Linked DNA regions of Xenopus laevis: region 1 is linked to region 2. A link is a contact called in public Hi-C data. All regions are on one chromosome and are shown on one strand. Each heading gives the region's core, a stretch centred on a gene start, on an enhancer-like site or on the middle of the called end of the contact. The rest is flanking DNA. Distances are from core to core; before and after follow the strand shown. Region 1 overlaps ret.L (proto-oncogene tyrosine-protein kinase receptor Ret). Region 2 holds the start of LOC108695792 (heparan-alpha-glucosaminide N-acetyltransferase).

Region 1 (7,135 bases), core at 2,440-4,939, 260 kb before region 2:
ACTTGCGCCCAAAGCCCTATAAATTAAGTATATGATGTAGGTAAGGCCAAGACAGTGTGTCAAAAGCTTTTCTAATGTCTAACTTCGCAATTCGCCGCGAATTCGCGCCTGGCGAATAAATTCGCCCATCACTAATCGTTACTTAAAAGAGATATGGGCCTATAATTTTGACAATTGGTATGGTCCGTTGATGGTTTGGGGATAGTTATTATTTTCACCATCTGCGATAGATGTGAAAACCGAAAACCATGTTGGAGAGAATTGAATAACTTTGTTAAGTAGGGGGCTAATGTTAAAGCAAATTTTTTATAATAGGTTACCAAAAATCCATTGGGACCCGGGGCCTTGCCAGATTTTAAATGTTTAATTGCTGCGGTTACCTCCTCAATGGTTACATCAGTTTCTATAGTTTCAAGCTGGGTGTCAGTAAATGTAGGGAGCTGAATATTCTGCAATAGCTTTTTATATTTGGCAGAGTTTGGGTCTCCTGCACTAGAATATAGCTTCTTATAAAACGTTGTGAATTCCTGTGCTATTTTTGCAGGGTTATTTGTTATCCCTCCAGTATGTTGCTTAATGGGATGGACGAGTATAGCACGAGGGCTGTCTTAGGCTGTTTTTTACGTCTAGAACCCAGCTGAATAAATCTGCCGCGAATAACTGCTTTATGGGCTTCCCAAAGGGTAATTACATGCGATACGGAAGTTTCATTCTCCTTAAAGTAGTGTGTTAAAATAGATTCATTATCTGACACTATATCTGGGATCATAAGTAAAGAATCATTAAGTTTCCATTGATACCCTCTGGCTGCCTGTCAATGTTAATTTGAAGAGAAACTGGGGAATGATCTGACCATGGAACATTTAAAATCTTAACAGCACGTATTTATTATTATTATTATTATTATTAACATGTATTTATATAGCACGTACTTGAGGTGTGTAATCTTGCAAGATAAATAAATGAACTATTTGCGTATAAACCTTATGGGGATAGGAATAATGGGTATAGCCATTACTGTACAGATTATTTTTCCCTCCAAACATCAACTAATGAGTGGCATTCCACTCGGATAGAGTAAATATTGGAAATTTCAGATGTGGAAAGTGGAGTGGCCTGTCTGTCCCATCCTGTATCCAGAATCAAGTTTGAATCTCCACATATAATAAGACCCCCCTCTTTTCCCACCTGACTCTGTTGAATTATCCGGGACAGAGACAAAAGGTGATTTTGGTTGGGTGCGTAGTACGTTACAATGGTAAATCTGGAATCTTGAAGTAGTAGTTTTATTTGTAGAAATCTACCCTCTGGGTTTGCAACTACATTTTCCACTATAACAGGCAGCCCGGCTCTAAAAAAGATAGCAACCCCTTTTGTTTTTGTGGGCCCCCTGAACATATGAAATAAGGGATACCTATGGTGAAAATACTTAAGGAAGGAGGTATGGCTAAATTAATTTTTAGATTGTCTGTCCCACAGCTAAAGGAAGCCTTTTATGCTGGCACTGCTGAGCAGACACGCAATGAAAAATCACACCTAAAACACAAACTAGTTCAGTAAATGAATGTATATTAGAAATTAACTTAAAATAGAAATTAGTGATGCATAAAGCTGCTCATTCATTAAGATTGTCACCCCTGCCAAACAAGTGGTTGGTAGTGTAATGGCAAAAGAATAGCTAGGGAGTAACTGCACCACTTTATTTTTTTTATATATATTTTTTTAAATTATAGTCTTTTGTTCTTTTTTGTTTGCTGGTATTTTTATTCAACAAAATCGCTTAAAAGTATAGCACTGGCTTCTAGAGGTCATCTTGAAACTTTATAGTACAGTGTAATTACTTGTAATTTTATGTTTATTTGTCATACTAATTTGTTTATCAGCCATCTACTTTGTTGATGTACTAAATGTTTGTTAGACACTCTGCTCAAAAACAAGTTGCTGAAGAAGTTCCATAAATGCTGCTATGAGTATCTTCTGAATAGCTTTGACATCATTACTCAGACGCTGAAATGTTCAAGTGACCTAGCTAATGAAATCTAAAAATTGAATTTTAGCTTTGCAGGAAAGATTCTCCTTTATAGCTCTATATAATTCACGCTGAAGTTTGTGTTAGTGGATATAACAAGGGACTGATTGTGTAAAGAATAAATAGAATAATATTTTACCTCATTATAAAATGTACCTCTTGTACATAAAATTGTCAGCTGCTAATGAAATACTAGTTTTTAGTATTTTGGATCATAACAAACTTCAATGGAGTACTAAATTTAATAAAACGTGATTGCTACCCAAATGAGGTGGCCAGTAGAGTAACTGGAACAGCCCAAATGTTTATTTATACATAGTTATTTGGTATGCATGTTTGTAGGTAGCATAGAAGTCAAAGGGACTTATGACCTCTCCTTCCTTTCTATAGCAAAGTAAAGACATGTTCATTCTCAAAATATACATAAATAAACTAAAAAGAAATGTGGAGTGTAACTTATTGTTTCCATACAATATTGCGTGATTACATAATGATAAATTACATTGGTAGTCATTCTTGCATCAGCTGAGACGTTCCTTAAGAAAACATCAATAATAAATGGTCATAAGAAGATGGTGCAAATAAATTATTTGAAAAAAGCAGACTTCAAGTATCTCTTACAAACTTACAGAAGACTTCATAGACACTCCTGTCAAGACTCCGATTGAGGTAGAGGATTCCTGTATGCTCATCTATCCGGAACCAATGAACCAATCTACTCAAGTAGATATTTTGGCAAAAGTGAGGTTTTTCCAGTGGTGAGTCCTTCATCACATGGACCTGTAGGAGTAGTGTCCCAGCTGGTTGATCCATATATAAATTCTCAGAATAATCCTTTCTTAGAAAGTAAAGTCCAGAGGTCACTGCCAGTATCAGAAAAAAAGACAGAATATCAACAGCCATTATTATTTCACTAATTCTACTGCAGCCTTGCATTATGCATGTTTCATAAACAGCAAGATATGTCTGTTAAATTACTCTTTACATATCATACATTGGAAACCAAGGCCCTGAACATTAATTAGCAGACCTGTTAAGAAATCTTAGCAATATACCTTTGGCATTTATTCACATTTAGGCACATTTACCCTGAATAATTTTTTAAGGGTAAAGCAAGCAATGGCCTGGAATTCCACATATTTTATAGATTTTGTATAGTACTAATTTAACAATAGTAGGTGTGAATGAAATGAAAATTGTTCAGGATCTATCCTTCTGCCATGTGCAAGGAGGACATGCAAAATTGTTGTAAACACACACACACAAACACACACACCTAAATGAAAATTATACTGAGTGATCTGTTTTATTGTCCGTTTAGTGCAAATCTGAATTTAATAACATGGTACTGTACTAATCCTGAAGAGCAAGACATTTATGCCATGTACAGTATATATACTTATTACATGTAATTTAGAGTATTTCATTTAATGTATTGCAGTTGAATTTCTTTGTTTTTATAACATAAATTGAGGTAAAGGTAATCCTTTTGAGAGCAACAATATTCCAGAAATTTAGGCCAAAAATGCAGATAATGGGAACTTGATTTTTGGATGCAGATAGGATTTGGCAATAATAATTGTTCAGTACAGCCACATGAGGTCACTATGCACCCCATATCCTCTCTTGTCAGTGAGAAAACACATGGAAGGAAAGGTCAGTTCACATTTTCCAAACCTGCTGTTCAACAGGACTAGTTGAAGGTAAAATGCAAGTTCCTTTGTCACTTCTTGTGTTGTGTATCTTATGGAGATGATGTTTGTTACAGGGCATAAATATATATAAAAAGCTGGTAAACGTAAATTTGTTTACAAAATAAGGAAAAGTGACAGAAAAATAAAAGGTGCAGCAAGAAGAAGCTGACTGACAAATAATAGTGGCAACTGGAGATGGTACAAGGGCTTCTTATTAACAATGCATGGCAATTTGGCTAGAGGTTAAAGAAATTCCATCATAAATTAATAGTAAATGGTAATGTGACAGTTTTAGGTGAAAAAAATGTATAGTTCTGATTGCCTATAAGAATTATTAATTAATTTGCTAATGGCCACCAGCCTATACAAAAGGAGAACCATAGAACAGTATAGTTTTGCATTGAATTCACTGTAAACAATTTGCTTATTTGCTTCGGTTGTGGGATACTGAGTGTGAGTGTAGGGGGCACTTGCGCCCATATCAATGCAAGTGCAAGCTGTAGTCTATACCTTTCAGCAGGCCCGGATTTGTGGAGCGGCCACCAAGGCCCGGGCCTAAGGCGGCAGGATTCTAGGGGACGGCATGCTGCCCAACCACACCTGCATTGATTCGGAAACACTGGGGATGCGCAGGAGATACAATAGTTTTTTTAATTTCCCGTGCGCCAATCCCCATTGCTCCAGTCCTGATGATGAAAATTTGAGCGAATAAAAGGGAGGATATGGGGGCGACTAACGACAGCGGGCCTAGGGGCAACCGCTATGTAAATCTGGCCCTGCCTTTCAGTTAATTAAACATTTAGCTTCCATAAGCAGCACTTCACTGCCAAAAAATAACTGGTGCAGGGCTTTGGCAAACTGACTATCTCTATATAGTCCTTTATACTTTTGGCTTCTCAGGCACCAAACTTAAATTGCAAGTTCTATGTATGAGCAAGCATTCTTGTTCAAGACACATCTGTACAGTTATAAAAAAAAAACATATGTAATAAGAGGCACTATGTTTGCCCAGGAGCAGTAACCAATAGCAACCAATAAGATGTTTGCTTTTAAACAGGTGACATGAAATACATCCATACAATACGTGTCTGTGCGTTTGGTTAACTGAAACAGGTGGTCTGTACATCTATGATTTATTATTGAAATATTAATGAAATATATGCCTATATTTAGCTTTCAATTGCAGTAATTAAGCTATATTTATACAAATATTACAGAAGGAATGTCTTTATTCACCTTGTTGAGCTCTCTTTCTGTAGGGAAGAAATGGAAAATTAAACTAGAACTTAGCATCTTCTCCATATCATATTAAGCATCAATCAATATATATGCTTTCCCCTTATTAATTGTCAGCTGCTAGGCTTGCATTTATTAAAGCCCTTCCTATTAGTTTGAGGACAGTGGGAGCAGTGAAAACCACCGCATATGATAGGGCTGGCTATTCTGAACGGCTGCTCTGCAATTGTATCTCGTCAGCATATATCTATGAGAGCTGGCATAATATCAATAAATGACATCCCCAGTGGGAATGTATTGATTGAGAATAATAATATCCGGCCAGTGGTAGAAAGGTATACTGTAACATAGGACAGGCCAAGTTAATAATGACTCCTCACTTTACAGCAAGGATTTTCAATTATCAAAATGTACACATAAAGAGCTGATAAAATTAAAAATACTAACATTGATGGGTCTTGTTCTACTTGCCCTCAAGCATAAAGGGAATGTTCACCTTCAGTTCAAAAGCAATAGTTCTCATCATTTCATTATCATAAATGCAATTTGGTTTGATTAAAAATCAAGCAGAGATAAGTTCCAGATATACATCACTCACTCTGCGATATGTGCCACCCTTTTACAGTGTCTGACGTGAAGGCAGCATGTGGTTTGCAACTCTATCCAAAAGCATTGAATAGGGGGGCGAGTGTTACCTTGTGATGTGTGGTATTGGAAAATTTATTTTTTTAATCAAACAAATGTAAATATGACTAAAATAATAAATACATTTATTTTTGACAGGTGAACATCTCCTTTATTATAAAGAGGGGGAAATGAGATTTCATTAACAGAAATAAATGTTGTGTTTTTGTAACTCACTTCAGGACTAAACTCAATTAATAACAGGGATGCAACGAATCCACTTTTTTGAATTCGGCAGAACCCCCGAATACTTCTCAAAAGATTCGGCTGAATACCGAAGCAAATAGTTTTTTTTGCATATGTAAATTAAGGATTCGGATTCGGTTCGGCTCAGCAGAAGGATTCGGCCGAATCCAAATCCTGCTGAAAAAGGCCAAAATCCTGGCCGAATCCCGAACCAAAACTAATAAAGCAGGGTGATGTTTGTGGGTTTTCCCGGTTCACTGGATCTCTATAAATTTAGGGGGTTATTTATTAAAATATTTTCTGATCAGGCTTTTAAAAAGGAGAACTGTAATAAAAATACCTGGTGGTCTAGTGGTGCGGCGGCGTGGACGGCCGCCACGCCGCCGCGCTCCTTCTCCTGCCTCCAGTGCCGGCACAATCTTGGTTTCTTAGGGCACCTGCGTGCCTCTTAAAGGTACAGGCGCGCTGGCGCACGTTTTAGCGCAAAATTTGAAAGTATTTAAGGCCCATTCATACTCCCAGCCAGTGCCCGTGATAGAACTTGTTTCTAGTGGTTCCTGAGCCTTGTGCGTCTGATCTGTTCTGTATCTAGTCCTTTTGATTACCCGTGTTTGACCCAGCCTGTTCCTGACTATTCTGCATTCTGTATCCTGACCCTCGCCTGCCTACGACAACTCTTCCTGCTTAACCCCTTGATTGACAACCCGGTTTGACCCTTGCCTGCCTGACGATTCTTGATATCTGCCTGCCTCAACCTTGCCTGTCTGACGATACTCTTGCCTGCTCCATTTGTACCGTGATCTTCGGCCCAAAAGACTCTGCTAACAGCCGTGCCCCTTCGCCAGCCAGAACATCTCGCCTTGCACCCCTCGTTAAGTCCAGGTGGCACCCAATTAAGCTGAGGGCTCCTCCCGAAGCCCAACGGTGGTCACACTACTGGTGAAGCCGAGCCGAGACCAGGGTGCTTGGCATTTGTTCTCGTATCGGGTGCGGGCCGTGACATTATCACGGGCCATGGAGGACGAAAGTCACGATGATGCTGCTGCTCCTCCTGCTTCAACTCCTCCCATTACCACCGAAGCGCTTCTTACCACCTTGCTACAGCGCTTGGAGGAGCATGAGCGGAAGCAGAACAATCTCCTACAGGGTTTTCACAATCTAACCCGTCAGCTGGAGAATCCGCAAGTTCCGCAGCAGCTGCCTGTTCCTGTTTCTCCTGTGGGTTCTTCTGCTATGTGGGGTAATACTACCAGACCCCATGAACCCAAAATTGTGTTCCCCGAAAAGTTTAGTGGGGATCGCACCA
Region 2 (6,805 bases), core at 782-3,281:
TATGGGAAATTGTGTCCCAGAATCAGGATGTGATGCAGGCAAAGTTGGCAGCCACAAACCCTGTGCTAGACTGCAGCTACATATTTAGTATGCAGGCATGTGGTTGGGGAGGGAGGCCTCTGCATTCAAAGAAGCAGGTTTAGGTCTTCTTTAAACAGGACACTATGGGAAATGACATTTCTGTATTTCAGAAGGATCTGGATAAAGAACCCCTTATCGTTAGATACAAATTTCAGATTTTTTTAAACTTACTTTAAGAGAAAATAATCAGACAAATGTAGTTCAATTATTCATAGCTCCTAAATAAATACTGAAAAACATTGTTCCTGTATAAACACAACTAGCATAAACTGTAGGGATGTAGCGAACTGCCGATTTGGTGTTCGCGAACGCCGTTCGCGAACACCGGCAAAAAATGCGAACGTTCGCGGACAGTTCGCGAACTTCGAACACCCGCTAAAATCATTCAATCGGATTTTAATCATTCGTTCGAAGGATTTTCATTCGAATCGAACGATCGAAGCCATTCGATCGAATGCTTTTCATTCGATCGAATGCTTACAATCGTTCGAACGAATGGAAATCGTTCGATTTTTAGCGGTCGAAGGAATTCGAATGGTCGAATGGTCGAACGACTTGTATTCGAATCGAACGCGAACTCAAAATGCGAACGTTCCCAAACGTTCGCGAACATTCGGCGGACGCGAACGGTCGAAGTTCGCGCAAACTAGTTCGCAGCAGAACAGTTCGCTACATCCCTAATAAACTGTACTTTTTATGGGGAAGATTTACGTGCAGCATTGAATTAGTACAGTAATATTTTGCAACCAATCAAGTGGGTTACTATTGAAAGCAAATGGTATTTAATATTCTTGTTGAGGGACAATATTGTAGGTTCTGGCTACTGCAAAATTAAATCTATTTGTACAAAGTCATAAGTGTCTAGATAATATAAGTAATATACAGCAGGTTTTCTCAAAAAAAATATCTGATATAAAATATGTGAAATGTTTCAGCTGAACTACACTACACTAAGAATGTGTATATATACAATATTTTATAAATAGACTGCACTTCATTGAAAATCCATCACTTTCCAGTATGCAAACATGGTACATATTTTATGGCACTTGAAAAGTTCCAATTATTTTAAATATGTTTTTTACATTGCCCCAATGAAATACAATTTTGAATACAAAAGAAAGTCTGTTAGACTGACAATACAAGCATAAACTATTAATTCAGAGGTCAATTTGCTGCAGGATATTTTCCTCTCCATGAAGAAACTGCAGGTGCTGCCACCAGGTTTTGGAGCAAGAAGTCCATTTGGGGCTCAGCAGATTTACCTCACGCGTGTTTCAATGAGAAATGTATTTGTTTTGCTGTAAACACAGTATTCTTTGTGGGAAAGCAGATATGTGACCATCTGGCTGTTAATTACATAAATATCAAGCTCAGTCAGTTAGCTGTGTATTAAAGCAGAACAAAACCATAAAAATGAATATGGCTAAAAATGCCATATTGTATATACTGAATTTATTGCACCAGCGTAAAGTTTCAGCTTCTCAATAGCAGCAACTAGTTGCACTGGTTTCTATGCTACCATGTAGTAATTATCTGTACTAATCAGCCTAATACTGTGACATTTATATTCCATGTGTACTATATCTTGAGTCTGTCCCTAAGCTCAGTAAGTGACAGCAGCACAGAACATGTACACTGAATCAGCAGAAAAGAAAATGGGGAGCTACTGGGGCATCTTTGGAGGCACAGATCATCCCTGCTAAAGGGCTGTGGTTGCCTTGGGCTGGTACAGAAGCCCAAAACACAGTGTACAACATTTCTAGCCTACTTCTTTAGTTAAGCTTTAGTTCTCCTTTAGGTAGCACTATGTGAGTACTAAAGCATTCCTCTGCAGTAAAAGCCACTTTCTTTACCTGTGAGAGAGACAGAACGTTGAATAGAGACAAATAAAACAAACAGCAGGATTCCTGAGCGTCCATTCCCCATGACGAGTCTGTTTAATGAGCTTTGTACCTTCTCGAAAAAGTGCCTTAAAAAGGATTAAGAAAAAAAACAAAAAACTAATAGAATAAAATAACTGGTTAAAGTCCATAAAAAACTGCTACTATATCTGGCAACAAAGAAGGTGCAATAAAGTAAAGTAAACACATTATTGGCATCCTTATTTTGTACTTTGAGGCCAATGGTTGTGGAAGCAGCATGAAAGTCCACTTTGAGCGTTTAGCTATGGTCCACACGGATATATTTAGCCCAGAACTTCCTACTCGAAATGTAGCGATATGGAAATATAGAAGAAAGCTATATCACTACTGAAGTTTAAAAAGAATGATCAGTTATTCATCTATGTTGTGGTGCAACTTGTTAAATGTTTTTAAAGGGGTTGTTAGCCTTCTAATCCCTTTTTTCCCAGTTCATTTGTTTTTCAGATTGTTCGCCAGAAATAAAGCCTTTTTTTCAATTGTTTTATTTTTTACTATTTTTCCAAAATTGAAGTTTAATGTTCAATGTTCCTGTCTCTGGTGTTTCAGTATGGCAGCTCAGTAATCCAGGAACAAATTCAGTTCAACTGCTTTCAGATCATCAGAAATAAAGACTTTTTTCAATCACCTATTTGTGACCATTTTTGTAATATTGAAGTCTAAATTTAAATTGTTCACCTTCTTATGTCTTTCTAAAACTGCTCAGAGAATGGGCTCACTCAGCAATGCTGTAAACTGTTCTAAATTGATACATTAGCTGATACATTTTTTATCTTTGGCCCTGCTGAGCAGAATCCCTGAGTTTCATTAAAGGCAGCTGTTATAAATGATACAATATTCCACAAGGTACTGCTGGGAATTGTATCAACCAATGTAGCAAATTGAAACAGTTCAGGATCTACATCTGGATCGCTAAGCTGCCAGACTGAAACACCAGACAGGAACATTAAACTTTGATTTTGGAAAAACAGTTAAGAATAAAAGATCGGAAGCAAGTGAAAAAAGATTTGGAAAAAAAGTGTTTGGAAGGTGAACAACCCTTTTACATAAATGGGTCCACTAGCCATATAGTACAGTCATATGAAAAACTTTAGGAACCCCTCTCAGTCTGCATAATAATTTACTCCACTTTCAACAAAAAAAGATAACAGTGGTATGTCATTTCCCAGGAACATCTGAGTACTGGGGTGTTTTCTGAACAAAGATTTTTAGTGAAGCAGTATTCAGTTGTATGAGATTAAGTCAAATGTGAAAAACTGGCTGAGCAAAAATGTGGGTACCCTTGTAATTTTGTTAATTTGAATGCATGTAACTTCTCAATACTGATTACTGGCAACACTAAGGGCTCTTACAGACGAGAGTTTTTACCTGCGCTCCCCTGCGTCACATTTTTCTGCGTTAAGCTGCAGGGGAGTGCAGGAATAGACGCATTACATTTTTTCCAATGGGGCTGTACTCACACAGGCGCGTGTAGGCGCCGAACGCAGGTTGAGACGCAACATGCTGGAAAAACGGAACGCAGGGGAGTGCAGGTAAAAACTCTCATCTGTAAGAGCCCTAAATCGGTTGGATTAGCTCGTTAAGCCTTGAACTTCATAGGCAGGTGTGTCCAATCATGAGAAAATATTAAGGGCTCTTACACATGGGTGTTTTGTGCACTTCCAGTGTGTTGCACTTTCCTCCATTCAGCCGCAGGGGAGCGCAGGAGTAGACACACTGAATTATTGTCAATGGGGCTGTACTCAAACAGACGCGTGTATGCACCGAACGCAGGTAAAATGCAAAATGCTGCATCCCAACCTGTGTTTGGCGCTTACATGCGTCTGTGTGAGGTTGATGAGAAAGAAGCCCTTTCTGCACTCACGCAAACACAAACAGAGTCACTTATTGTATGCAAAAGCTCGTTTAGACAAGCCACAGTCATTTTGGAACAAAGTGCTTTGGACTGATGAGACAAAAATTTAGTTATTTGGTCATAAAAAGCACTTTCCAAGAAAAACACCTGCTACCTACTGTCAAATTTGGTGGAGGTTCCATCATTCTGTGGGGCTGGTTAAGGGACTGGGGCCCTTGTTAAAGTCGAGGGTCAGACAAATTCAACCCAATAACAACAAATTCTTCAGGATAATGTTCAAGCATCAGTAACAAAGTTGAAGTTACGCAGGGGTTGGATATTCCAACAAAACAATGACCCTAAACACACTTCAAAATCTATAAAGGCATTTATGCAGAGGGAGAAGTTCAATATTCTGGAATGGCCGTCACAGTCCCCCGACTTGAATATCAAGGAAAATCTATGGGATGATTTGAAGCAGGCTGTCCATGCTCGTCAGCCATCAAATTTAACTTAACTTGAGAGATTTTGTATGGACGAATGGTCAAAAATACCACCAACCAGAATCCAGACACTCATCAAAGGTTATAGGAGGCGTCAAGAGGCTGTTAAATTTGCAAAAACAGGATTTTTTGATACTCACCGTTAAATCCTTTTCTCTGTAGTCGATAGGGGGACACAGGGAACAGCTGGGGTTAAGCTCCACCCTCCGGAGGCAGGACACTTGAATAATTGATTAAAGGGGCGTGACCTAGGGTCTGGCTTAACCCGGTGCTACGCCAACCTAATCAGTTTGTACCAAAGAGACTGCTAGCATAAGAAAAAACAAAACTGAATGAGCAGAACGGTAACTCAGGGAGTATTCCCTTATGGACCAACTTGGTCAACATCTCGCCGCGGGGCGGGAAGCCCTGTGTCCCCCTATCGACTACAGAGAAAAGGATTTAACGGTGAGTATCAAAAAATCCTGTTTTCTCTGTCGTCTCAGGGGGACACAGGGAACAGCTGGGGACTTAACAAAGCAGCCCCGAGAACAGCAGGGTGGGAGCGGAAGAGATCGGTACACATTATTGTACCACAGAATGTAACACCTTACGGCCAAACGAGGCCTCAGAGGAAGAAAAGGTGTCAAGTCTGTAGAACTTTGTAAATGTGTGCACAGAGGACCAGGTGGCCGCTCTGCAGATCTGATCCAGGGAAGCCGAGTTGCGCCATGCCCAGGAAGCTCCCATAGCTCTGGTGGAATGAGCACGCACTCCTTCGGGAGGAGATCTTCCTTTAGAGACATAAGCTAGATGGATGAGTTCCTTCAGCCAGCGTGCAATGGAAGTCTTAGAGGCTGTCATGCCTCTGCGGGATCCTTCGGGAATCACAAACAAACGTTGGGAACGTCGAAAGGCCTTCGATTTCTCTATATACCAGCGGAGCGCTCTGACGACATCGAGACTATGAAGTCGTCTTTCTTTAGTGTTAGCCGGATCCGGGCAAAGGGAAGGTACAATAATTTCCTGGTTGATGTGGAACGGAGACACAACCTTGGGTAGGAAGGAAGGAACAGTGCGCAGAACTGCCTTATCCTTGTGGAAAACCAGGTAAGCTGGATCACAGGAGAGAGCACTGAGTTCGGATACTCGGCGTGCCGACGAAATCGCCACCAGGAACACTACCTTCCAGGTAAGCAGCTTGTCAGAGATAGTACCCATGGGTTCGAAGGGAGGATCCAGTAAGGCTGCAAGGACAAGGTTGAGATCCCAACCTGGAATCGGAGGGCGGAACGGTGGTGCCGCATGGGCAACACCTTGCAGGAAGGTATGAACGGTATCTTCGAGGGCCAGTCGAGAATGGAAGAGGGCTGATAGTGCCGACACTTGTACCTTCAGTGAGCTAAGCTTGAGACCCAGTTGAAAACCCTGTTGCAAAAAGGACAAGATTCTTGGTATGTCGTAATCCAGAAAAGGGAACCCGGCTTCTTGGCACCAACTCCAGTAGCTGCGCCATACCCTATGGTAGGCTTTGGACGAGGTAGGTTTGCGAGATTTCAACATTGTGGTAATGACCTCGTCAGATATGCCTCGTCTCCGCCAATTGTCCGCTTCAATAGCCATGCCGTCAAAGCGAAGAGGCCCGGATTGTGGTGTGCTATGGGCCCCTGGAGAAGGAGATCGTCCCTGGCTGGTAGTCGCACTGGTGGAGACACCGACATCTCTTGAAGATCGGAGAACCAAGTTCTTCTGGGCCAATATGGGGCTATGACAATGACCTTGATGTTCGATCGTCGTATCTTTTTGAGGACCCTGGGCAACATGGGCAGAGGAGGGAAGACGTAAGCTAGGTCGAAGTGCCAACTTTGAGTCATGGCATCCACTCCTGCTGCTAACGGATCCCGGGCGCGAGCGAAGAACGATTGTACTTTGCGGTTGTTTCTGGAGGCCATCAGGTCTATCTGGGGAAGGCCCCACTGACTGACTAGGAGGGAGAACACCTCTGGGTGAAGCTCCCATTCTCCTGGGTCTAGTTGGTTTCGGCTGAGGAAATCCGCTTTCGTGTTGTTCACCCCTGGAATGTGGATGGCTGACAGCCGTACTGAGTTTAGTTCTGCCCAGCTTAGAATCTGTTGGGCCTCCGCTAGAGCTGCCTTGCTGCGGGTTCCTCCTTGTCTGTTTATGTAGGCGACCGTGGTGGAATTGTCGCTCTGAACTCTCACTGATCTTGTCTGCAATTGCTGCGTCCAGTGCTGGAGAGACAGTCGGACTGCCCGAAGTTCTAGTATATTTATTGGGAGAAGTATTTCGGGAGCGGACCATAGGCCTTGCACGGATAGGTTGTCCCATGTCGCCCCCCAGCCTAGAAGACTGGCGTCGGTAGTTATCACTGTCCAATCCGGGATTGCCCAGGACTGGCCCGTTGACAGATTGTCCCGTTGCAGCCACCACAGGAGGGAGTCCCTTGTCGACTGTAGAAGAGGGAT

Evidence for each region. A called contact is a pair of places that touch in the nucleus more often than the background predicts.
Region 1: a Hi-C map of the XTC cell line shows a contact between it and region 2, with 5 times the contacts expected there. The contact joins the enhancer-like site here to the promoter of LOC108695792 in region 2. A contact is called at or near these places in 2 of 4 Hi-C or Micro-C datasets (the XL177 cell line and the XTC cell line).

What each region holds. Positions count from the first base shown.
Region 1 is chr7L:48,786,330-48,793,464 of Xenopus_laevis_v10.1, reverse strand. It overlaps ret.L (proto-oncogene tyrosine-protein kinase receptor Ret), which reads right to left. Exons shown (of 20, transcript XM_018225532.2): 2 at 2,659-2,892. Among protein-coding and RNA genes, the nearest start is that of ret.L, 27 kb to the right of the region's middle. Within about 2 kb of position 3,689, at least 1 of the 7 cell types and tissues checked has an H3K27ac peak or open chromatin away from gene starts, as enhancers often do.
Region 2 is chr7L:48,525,992-48,532,796 of Xenopus_laevis_v10.1, reverse strand. It overlaps LOC108695792 (heparan-alpha-glucosaminide N-acetyltransferase), which reads right to left and starts at 2,031. Exons shown (of 18, transcript XM_041568935.1): 1 at 1,938-2,031. The coding sequence starts at 2,010.